Linked DNA regions of Mus musculus: all the other regions are linked to region 3. Evidence: chromatin contacts called from public Hi-C data. All regions are on one chromosome and are shown on one strand. Each heading gives the region's core, a stretch centred on a gene start, on an enhancer-like site or on the middle of the called end of the contact. The rest is flanking DNA. Distances are from core to core; before and after follow the strand shown. Region 1 overlaps Bbx (bobby sox HMG box containing). Region 2 overlaps Bbx (bobby sox HMG box containing). Region 3 has its middle 21 kb from the start of Dubr.

What was found. A called contact is a pair of places that touch in the nucleus more often than the background predicts.
Region 1: a contact with region 3 is called in a Hi-C map of muscle stem cells, with 2.5 times the contacts expected there. The contact joins two enhancer-like sites. A contact is called at or near these places in 4 of 15 datasets of contacts at CTCF or cohesin (CD8 T cells, the NIH/3T3 cell line, large pre-B cells and 1 more), 44 of 484 Hi-C or Micro-C datasets (B cells, the C10 cell line, the C2C12 cell line and 26 more) and 2 of 115 datasets of contacts at active chromatin or transcription factors (cardiomyocytes and microglia).
Region 2: a Hi-C map of muscle stem cells shows a contact between it and region 3, with 2.8 times the contacts expected there. The contact joins two enhancer-like sites. A contact is called at or near these places in 15 of 484 Hi-C or Micro-C datasets (the Ba/F3 cell line, the C2C12 cell line, bone marrow-derived macrophages and 10 more) and 1 of 115 datasets of contacts at active chromatin or transcription factors (vascular smooth muscle cells).

What each region holds. Positions count from the first base shown.
Region 1 is chr16:50,260,711-50,264,279 of GRCm38.p6, reverse strand. Bbx (bobby sox HMG box containing) reads left to right here. Exons shown (of 17, transcript NM_027444.3): 7 at 1,797-1,864. Among named protein-coding and RNA genes, the nearest start is that of Bbx, 170 kb to the left of the region's middle. Within about 2 kb of position 1,474, at least 2 of the 459 cell types and tissues checked have an H3K27ac peak or open chromatin away from gene starts, as enhancers often do. A contact at or near this core is called in muscle stem cells, where this site is marked.
Region 2 is chr16:50,307,987-50,311,130 of GRCm38.p6, reverse strand. The region is part of intron 3 of Bbx (bobby sox HMG box containing); the gene reads left to right. Among named protein-coding and RNA genes, the nearest start is that of Bbx, 120 kb to the left of the region's middle. Within about 2 kb of position 1,475, at least 105 of the 459 cell types and tissues checked have an H3K27ac peak or open chromatin away from gene starts, as enhancers often do. A contact at or near this core is called in the C2C12 cell line, muscle stem cells and myocytes, where this site is marked.
Region 3 is chr16:50,751,733-50,754,863 of GRCm38.p6, reverse strand. No RefSeq gene overlaps it. Among named protein-coding and RNA genes, the nearest start is that of Dubr, 21 kb to the right of the region's middle. Within about 2 kb of position 1,538, at least 101 of the 459 cell types and tissues checked have an H3K27ac peak or open chromatin away from gene starts, as enhancers often do. A contact at or near this core is called in the C2C12 cell line, muscle stem cells and myocytes, where this site is marked.

The DNA of each region.
Region 1 (3,569 bases), core at 225-2,724, 490 kb after region 3:
GCTTTATCAAATATATGATTTCCAAGGAAAGAAATATACATAGAGTTTGATATACTAACAACCCTTTCAATAAAGGCAAAGTGTGCTAGTTATGCAAATATATTTTGATAGTTCTGAATAGCACTGTGTAAGTGATAGGAAAATGATAATTTCTTGTCTTAGTCTTTAGGATGAATAGCAATCTTCTTACACAGTCACCTTTGGTTTCTAACTGGAATCATCATGTTATTGCATTCCTGTTTTCCTTTGTAATTGGAACTGCGCATTTGTATCTCACCAAAACTCTCACTCAGCGCTAGCTCCCAGGACGGTTGCGGAGGGGCAAGAGTGCTTCCCTCTCAGGCACCCTGCACATTACCTCCCGCTAGATTCATCCCCCCTTGATTTTACTTCTAAATAAACAAGCACATATTTTATCAGGCACAATAGTTCTTAAACTTTGTGTCACCAGACTAGCCAGGATTGGTGTGCTATTCGTGTGTCCTCCCACATGGGACAGTGTTGGGTGTTTTAAACTCAGGATTATTTTGTGACATAATTTTCTCTTTGCTTATCTCATAGCCTTCTATTTTCTATCTCTTTTATTCTTTTCTCCCCATCCTCCTCCTTTTCCCTCCTCTAGTGTGTGTGTTTGTCTACCTCAGAACCTCCTTTTCTTAATTTAAAAGAAAACTATATACAAAGTAGGATTAAAGTTGTCTCCTGAGTTCTCAAGGCTGACTGAAGAAAGCTCTACTTCAGGGCACACATTTAAACAGACGAAAATGTCTTCAGGCAGTCTTATGATAGCGTCATTCTAAAGATAAAATGCGTGTCTTGAGACCTGTGTGCACCAGAGACCCACAGGTACTTTCACATGTGTTCTTTCATTGAAGTTTTAAAAGTTAATAATTGAAACAGCTTTAAAGAATAAAGGATTCTGATGGAAATGTAACCTGGAGCAGAGATCTACCACGGTACTGTTTTATTTTGTCTCTCTGTACCAATTGACTGTTGAAAGAATTAAGGCAAAAGAGTTGGCTAATCAAAAAAAAAATTAGTTTTAAATCTTGGAGTTGTTTTCATGGCAGCCCTAGTACCCTGAATATTTATATATCTAAAACATATCTGTTATTTTAAATTTACTTTGAAAGTTTTAAAGGACTATTTTCAAGAAGCTTATTTGAATTTGGAGGCCAGCTGGAAATTTCTCTGTTCTGTACTCCCTGATACGCTAGTACTTTTGACCATACCTGACTTCACAGGGCAGAAATAATAACAATAGTCTCAAACTTCTCAGCAGACAAGCGCGAGTATACTTGAGTTAAAAAACAAACAAACAAACAAACACCTTATATAGACTCCCCAGCCTTAGGAAGAAGTCTTAGTTTTGGGAGATGATTCATTCAACAGCTGTAGTATTAGGGAATCGTGTTGTGTTGCAATGGTACTAGAACAATAGTATTTAGTTGATTTAAAAAGCCTGTGTGGTGGCTCATGCCTGTTATTCTTGTACTTATAAGACTAAGGCAAGGAGATCATGAATACCAGGACAGCCTGGGCTTCATAGTGAGACACTGTTTCAGAAAAAGAAAAAAAAAAAAAAAAAAAAAAAAAACCAGAAAACACCGGCTCCTTAAAGCATGTGTATATTAAGTGCATGGGTATCAGGTTATATAAAGAAAGAATTTTGAACTTTCTCCATTAAATTTAAATGTGGATAGTTTGGATTTCCGCCTTTATGAATAATCCTTTTCACTCTTTATGGTTCCGTGTGCTTTTCGCTTCTAAGTTGGTTGTTTGCTTTTGCTCTTTAGATCCTACTCAGATGGGGGGCCTGAGCATGTTGCTGCTAGCTGGAGAGCACGCTCTTGGGACACCAGAGGTAAGCCAGGCCCTTCGTCTCTAGGGGCTCGTTCCCTGCTCCCTGTGGGGCTTCAGCACACAGCCATCTGTATTCTCCTCACCTTGCTGCTACAGTTCTGCCACTTATAGCTCATGGAGAAACTGCCTGGTAAAGTTTTAATGAGTTGAGGGTAGCAGACGTGGTGCACAACTCAACAACGGAGTCTGCGATTGTTTAAACCTAGGAGTAAGAGATCCAGAGCAGTCGCTTATCATGTGTTGGGTCCGTGTCATGGGCATGTGGATTGCACCCTAAAATAAATTCACTCTGTTCAACACATTCCCTGTTGGTATCATGTTCTCATTTAGACTTGCTAGTGGGAAGCTGACAGTAAAAGGATGAGACTGTCTGTCTCTCTAGTATCCTACTTGAACATCTGGAATGGCAGCATTGCAAAATTGTTTCATCCTTTAAAATAGAAAAGAGAAAGGACCCAGAGCCCCCATGACCTTGTTCCTGTGATCTAGTTCTCAGTCTGCTGTTGCTAAACATTGTTGGATCTGATTCTGTGCAGCTGTTGCAGTTAACCACACATAGTTTGCATTTGACACAGAGTTTGCTTTTGTCCTATCTTGTATTTTCTAGACCCACTTAACAGAGATCAGTTGAATTAACCTGCAGGTTGTGTTATTTTGCTACATTCTGGGTCTTAATTAAGATGGGAACCAACCCATCATAGATTTCAACCCATCATAGATAATGTAGGACAGGATTGCAAGAGTTATCACTATTGCCATGGAGCGAGCATCCAGAGCCAAACCTGCTCCTGATGTTAGGTAGTAACAGCTGTAGAAGCACACAGCGAAAGATTTTGTCAGTTTCCTTTCTTATTTTTTATATTCTTGCTTTTAGTCTTTTAGTTTCATTTTATTGCAAGTCTGTGCTATTTATTGTTGTTTTAAACTTTGAGTAGCTCATATAGGTTTAAGTTAATCTATTCAACTATATAGGCTGTTTGTACCATTGTGCTATTGTTATTTGTAGTTTATATGTTAGACTCAAAGTTGTTAAGTATATATTAAATTTAGCTAATTTGTTCCTTTTCATTTTAATGCGTTAAAAGTATTAATTTGTATTTATGTTGTGCAGATCTTCCACTGAAAAACATGTGCATGCGACTCTGCTTTTGCGGCTCATTATCGAGCATGTTTCTAGCTCCTAACCAGAGCATTGTTGGGGATCATTTCTGTTCCTAACACATAGTATGGCTTCTTAAAGGCAAAGCACACTTGTGAGCATAGAGAAGTCTAAGTGTTCCAAAGGTGGATGTGGACAGAGAGTTGACTTTTCAGCGATCTGATCTCACCTGTCCTCATGGACACAATGATAATGTTTTATTACCAACTTACTCCAGGATGCATATAGACAAATAATCATTGTAGATCTCTTCAGTGCTAGGAAGAAAAAGGAAACAAATTTTCTACTTTGCTTAAAGTTTTACTATTTGAGCTCTTTTTAGTAAGTTCTCTTGCTCCCTAAGAACATAGCATTTTGAGACACATAGTAAAAGCACTGCAGTGATGGGCTTTTTTATTCGAGTGAAATGGAAGCATTTTGAGGACTCAAGAAGCAAACAGTACAGGGGCAGGTTCTTGTAGCAGCAGTGATGTCTTTAGCAGTTCAGCTTTGTGGTCTTCATCCCTCCCCTTATCTCAGAGACATTTGGATCATTACTGAAAATAAT
Region 2 (3,144 bases), core at 226-2,725, 440 kb after region 3:
TTTCTTTCTTTCTTTCTTTCTTTCTTTCTTTCTTTCTTTCTTTCTTTCTTTCTTTCTTCCTTCCTTCCTTCCTTCCTTCCTTCCTTCCTTCCTTCCTTCCTTCCTTCCAAATGTGTGTGTGTAGATTTTTTGATTATTTGGGAATTTCATGTCATGAACCCCAATAACACTTCCCAGTTTTTCCAGGTCTGTTCTCCACCCTTAAGACCTCCCCCTGCCCCAATAAGGAAGAAGAATGAAAAAGGGGGAAGAAGAAGGGAGGAGGAGGAAGAGGAGGAGCAGGGAAGAGGAGGAGGAGAAGGAGAAGGAGAGGGGAACAGTATTCTGTTTGTGTTGTCCATACTCCCTGGAGCATGGTCAAACTCCCAGTGAGCAGCCCCTTAAGGAAAGCTGAGGCGGAAGAGTATAAAGACCAGGTGCACTGGAGAGGAACAAAGACTGTCCAAATGGATTGCGTTAATCCTCTGTGAAGGTAATGAGTGCACTCCTACAGTAATGGCTTCAATCTAGTCAGTAAGAACATAGTTCCCCAGAAAAATTCATTTTAAAAAGTTCTGAACCTTGAACTGTGGATAAGCCTCTAACATATGGAGTTTGGGGTCAGATTCAAGCCATAGTATAGTTAAAATTAAGTAGAAACAGTCCTTGTGAGTGTATTAGATAATATTAATAGAGAAATGCATTCTCACAGTTTTTAAATTAAATGTATATTTCAAAATTAAAATATGATTAAATCATTTTCTTTTTTCTTTTTTTCCTCCTTCCATCTATCTTCTGCCTTCCATACCCACAGATTCACGACCTCTTTGTTTTAATTGCTATTGTTTGTGTGTGTGCGTGTGTGTATATCTATAGATATAGATATGTAGATAATAGATATATAAATACATCCTGCTGAGTCTGTTTAATGTTGCATGTGTATGATTTCAGTGATAACCACAGTGTTACAATCACAGAATATAAAGTTTTAGAGAGAAAAATAGTTATACTTATGTCTCATATAATTAGACCCAAAAATCATTAATGCTACATCTGTTTTACATGAGAAAAGTAGAGCTTACTGGTACCTTATCTCAATTTCCTTGAAATTAGAAGTAAATGTCACAAGCGCCTGGAAAGAGTCATCTTGTGTGAATACACTGCTGCTCTCTGGCTGTACAACTGGTGCTAGAAACTTTGAGCGTTGGTGTGCCTTTATTCTTTGAGTAAGTGCCAGTACCACCTTTGACCTGGAAAGATGGGTCTGGGTGTCCTGGTGTTAGTCCAGCAGTGTGGAACTCACTGTATCACTGGCCTTTTAATTTATCACAGATTCCAAGTATATCATAATTGCATAAAAGGCCCTCTTTGCCCTGAAATGTTAACTTTTATATCAGTTGAAAGTTCTTGGACAGGAAACATTTGCTCTAGCAATGACTCTGGAGTCTGCATGATCAGCGGGATGACTGATCCCAGTGTGTTGCTGCCAAGTACAGGGAAGACATGGAGAAGTGCGGTGTGTGAGCTGCTTTGACTCACCCGTTCCTTTGGCAGCGGCTGCAGGCCCGTGGCAGCAGTACAAAATCTGTGTACTTGCACATTTCAAAGCTGCTTTTCTTAGGCTCCCCGAGCAGTTTGTATAGAGGTGGAGCCAAAGTAAGATGTCTACAGACTCAGTCTCAAAAGCAGTTCGCATGTAACCTACAAAGGACCCCTTTGAGATTTGTCTTATCACTATGGTCCTCAGTCTTCTTTCAAAGCCGATGCAGGCGAATTGTGTTCAGCCTGAGCTGAAATCTAGTGGAGAGAGTTTTTCCAAATTCCAGCCTTAGGATTATTTAGATTGGCGGGGCTGCTGCCTCTAGGACTGGATGAGGTGAACCATAAGTTAGAGATAAGTGAAATAGCCAAGGCATTCGTCTATCTACGGTTAGTATTTGCATCTGAATTTATAGCTTTCACTTCATATGTACATTTACTGTGCAGAATCTGGTTCTGTGAATAGCAAGACATACAGTGCAAAATTACAGCGATGAGAAGCGTAACCCTAATGTGAAAGTCAGCTACAAGTGTCAGCTGTCAAAGGCTGAGAGATAGGAAGACACATGGTGACAGGAACCAGTCCAAGAAGAAAGAATGTGTGGTCTATCTCCACCTACTCTGGGAGATGATGGGAGAGAAAAGATGCCACCTGTGAGGAAAATTAGGACTCTCTTCTCAAATACTAAGTGCCAGGCCATGCGTGCTCTTTGTGAGCCTGTGATCCTGAGCACTCACCGAGGTGGCTCTGCCCCCACAGTCTCAGCAAACGCTGTGGACCAAGTTGGCGGAAAACAAACGTCTCCTTGTACCCATTTGGTGAACAACACAGATTCCCAAACTGATGGGTTTGTTCTGGGAAGCCGCCTCATCCCAGTCCCACTGATGTCATGGTAGAAGATGGACTCAGTTTAACTCTCTCGTTTGCCTTTCAGACCGACCTAAGTAGCAGTTCCCATATGGACCTCGTAGAATCAAAGCGTAGACAGTTAAGGAGGTTTCTCTTTCCTTAAGGCAATATTAATGAAGACATCTCATTTCTGTCTGAAAAAGAAGGAGCCAGTGTGATTTAGGGAAAGAGATCTAATCGAGTGATCAAGAGACCCTGGCTCTGACGATAATTAGCTCAGTGCACTTGAGTTAACCTTTGATATCTGTGGATCTTGTTTTCTCCCTTTGTAAGTTGGATGGTACCCAAGAATCGGATTTGCAGTGCCACCTCCGATGAAATGAATGGTTCCACTTTTAAAAGAATAACTCCTTAAGCTGAAATTATTCTGCAAACTATAACACTAGGATCAGTAGTAACAAATGCAGAAGTCCTCACAGAAATGAGTTGTGACAGGAACCATAAAACTTTTCAGAGTAGAGTGTCTTTCAAGTAAATTATTAATTTTTATATTACAATGTGAAATTCTAAAGAAATCTAAAAGAAAAGCTTAATACATATGTGATGTGTGTGTAAATATATAAATATATATGTGTGTGTGTATATATATATACATACATACATACATACATACATATACATACATGCTATGCATGCACTATCTTTAAAAACATATAACAAAACTACTACCCATCCCATCCTAGTTTGATTTCTGTTGCTGTGACAAAACACCATGA
Region 3 (3,131 bases), core at 289-2,788:
AACCGACCTCTGGCTGTTGCTTGCATGTATGCTATGATAACCATTTTCTTGCCTTTTCTCGGTATAAAGAGGGACTTGATCGTGACACTGCTTTGTCTTTGCAAATTGCAAGGAAAAGCACCGTCTAAATTTTCATTTATCAAAAGAATCAATTGTTCCCCCTTCCTCTGTGGTTCACTCCTCCCAGAAGGGATCCCGCATTCTTCACTCTTTTCATTTTATGATACCCAACAAAGAACGGGGAAAGGCTACACTGGGAAGAACAGTGCACGGAAATAGAGAAGTGGAGGTCATTTTCTAGTTCCCCGAAGGGGTCTGTGATCCATTGCTATCCTTGTTTTTCTCTTAATAATAGGCTGACCAAGTTGACCTTCTTCTAGGGTCAAATATCAGCAGTTAGGTACTCGATGCAGTGGCCTCAGACAAGGGCACTGCCTGCTCTCGGTACTCGATGAAGGAGCCTGAGGTGAAGACGTTCATCCTCTAACAAGCCATCTGGGACCCTTGAGGCCTTAGGAAAGGAACCCACACTGAAAATCACCTATGTGAGTACAGTAAGAGTAGAAGAAGAGAAAAATAATAACTTGCCTTCCCTATTTAGGCAATAGGCCTGCCTGCAAAAGCCAGAGCTTGGCACTTCTGTATTCCCAAATGTCTCCCTGCCACCCCTTCTCACTTTCCAGTTGTCTCCAGATTTTATTTTGTATCCACTTTAGCTATGAGGTCACAGTTAATCCTTGAAGAATGTGTCTTGCTATAGGCAGAAACCTGATTCTTTCTGGGGACCAAAAGAAAAAAAGAAGACAAAGAAGAAGAAGAAAAGAAAAAAAAAAAACAGTAGACTTTGGGAAAACTGCAGTTGCTTTTGCATGTACAGGGAGAGCTTTTAGAGTCATTAGACTTAAAATGTTCTGTTTGTGAGACTGTCAAAAAGTTACTGCTCCCTGGAGGTTCCCCTAAGCCCCTCCCACTGACTCATGTCAGCTTGACTGCAGCTGCTCAAAAGCATGGGAATTTAAAAGCTTGCCACACAAGTGCAAGAGCTGTTGCCAGAACCGCTGCCACCAGACTGAATGGAAAGTCCCTACTGCAGAAGGTGTGGGGAGGAAGGGCCATCAACGGCAAAGCAGTGGAATGCAGGGTTGATAGAGATAAAAAGAAGCAGGAAGGAAATCACAAGTTCTCGGAGCTGCAAACTATTTCACCCTTTGACCTTGGGAAAGAAAACTCTCAGAACTTCAGTGTCCCTCTTTTGGAGAGGTTTTCTTTGACTTAAACTTTCCCTAGAAGTCAGAACTGATAAGTTGCCCATCATACCACTGGTCTAATATTTTTTTCATCAATGCTCAAAAGAAACTTCAATAGGAAGTTTTACTTTTGCTTTATTGTTATTATTTCCAGCCTAATAAAGTCCCAGCATTTTCCAGGGAAAGTATGTCTTAGCTCTCTGGTCCAGAAGTCCCCAGAGCCCAGGAAACGAGGTAAACAACGGCAGAGCCATGAGGCAAACTCCATTACTGCAGAGTTCTTCTCTTTGCCCCTTTCCACACCCCCTTCTGGAGTTCTGTAATTTTCCCATCTCACGCGTCAAACAGGAACATGATTTCACAAGCATCCATCCAAGGTATAAAAGGGAACATGGCTATTTTTGTCAGTCACTCTACCTTCAGAGATAGAAAGGACGGATGGAGGACGGAGCGGGCAAAGCTGGAGAAATGCTCTCTGGGTGTGAGCATTGATGCTGACTGCTCCCGCGGAGGGCAGGGGTTCAATTCCCAGCGTTCACTTGACAGCTAACAACCGTCTGTAATTCTAGTTCCAAGGGATCTGATACCTTCTGATCACTGAATACACGTGGTGCACAGATACGTGTGCAGGAAAAACACCCATACACATAAAATTAAAGATACAAAGGAAGCCGTTCTCGTGGCACTAAAATCTCCACGGCGTGCTTTATGGGGACTTCCTATTTAAACTGGACATCACAGTCCATCCATAGCTCACAATGAGACATATTGGAGATGGGAATGTAAAAAAAATACTGCAAATTTCTCCAGAAATACCTTTGTTTATCCCCCCCATCCACCCAAATGCAATGGTGCTCGTTATACCTGCTTGCCTACGCTGAAGCCCTTACCCCAGACAGAAACATCTTCAGTGCTTGTGAGAGAAAGCCTGCCTTGCTAGAAATGGTGTCTTCCGGAGCCTTTCTTCTTCTGTTAGGAAAACTTCTGTTAATGCTCTCCTTCCTTAGAGTTGATCCAGCCTGAGAGCACTTCAGACTGAGTCTCTTTCTCATGCCTGGAACCCCATCGCCACCGGCCCATCATCCCTAGTCGCGGCATCCCTAGACGGCTTCCTGCCACTTTGCATTGGGATCTTCATTTGAGGTGGGTCTTGTGGAAAGCCCGACTGATTCATTTTCTGCCAGGTTCCCAGTACATTTCCACAATGATCCGAAACTATTTATAACCGCTTTACTTCCTGGAATGTTTTTGCTGCGCCAAGGAAACTTCTAAAGTTTAAGGACGTCACTTTAGAACTGGCTGCTTGGCTCTGGTCCTACTTTCTTTTTAAATTCTGAACTAACAACAACTACAAAAAAAAAAAGAGCTGATGTTTAAACTGTCTCTATTAAATTGCCTTTCATTTATTTGTTTATTTTTGATAAGATTATGCCTCTTCAGCAAAACTCTTCACTCTCAGAGGACAAAAACTATGCCAGCTATTTACTGGTTTGCTTGTTCATTCCTTGCTTACTGCCACACTCCTTCCTGAGGTCAGCCCATAGCAAACCTACACACAGTGGGAGCACACACAGCAGCATATAGGTGTTGGAATCAACAAGGTATTTTGGCATTAATGTCTGCATTTCGGGTGGGCAATGCTTTTAGCCCTATAGAAAAATAAAAATGGAAATATTTGAAGGTTGGCCTATGAAATGCAAACTGACCTTTCTCTCATAGCTAAAACCTGTGGACTGGGAAGGGGTACATAATCCCCATACTAGAAGGCAGGATAATACCACACGGACTTGTCATCGAACAGCTATACATATCAGTGCAGCCCCTGATCCACTTAACCTCCTGTTTACATCTTTTTCAGATGTGTGTCATGTGTCCAGATGTTTG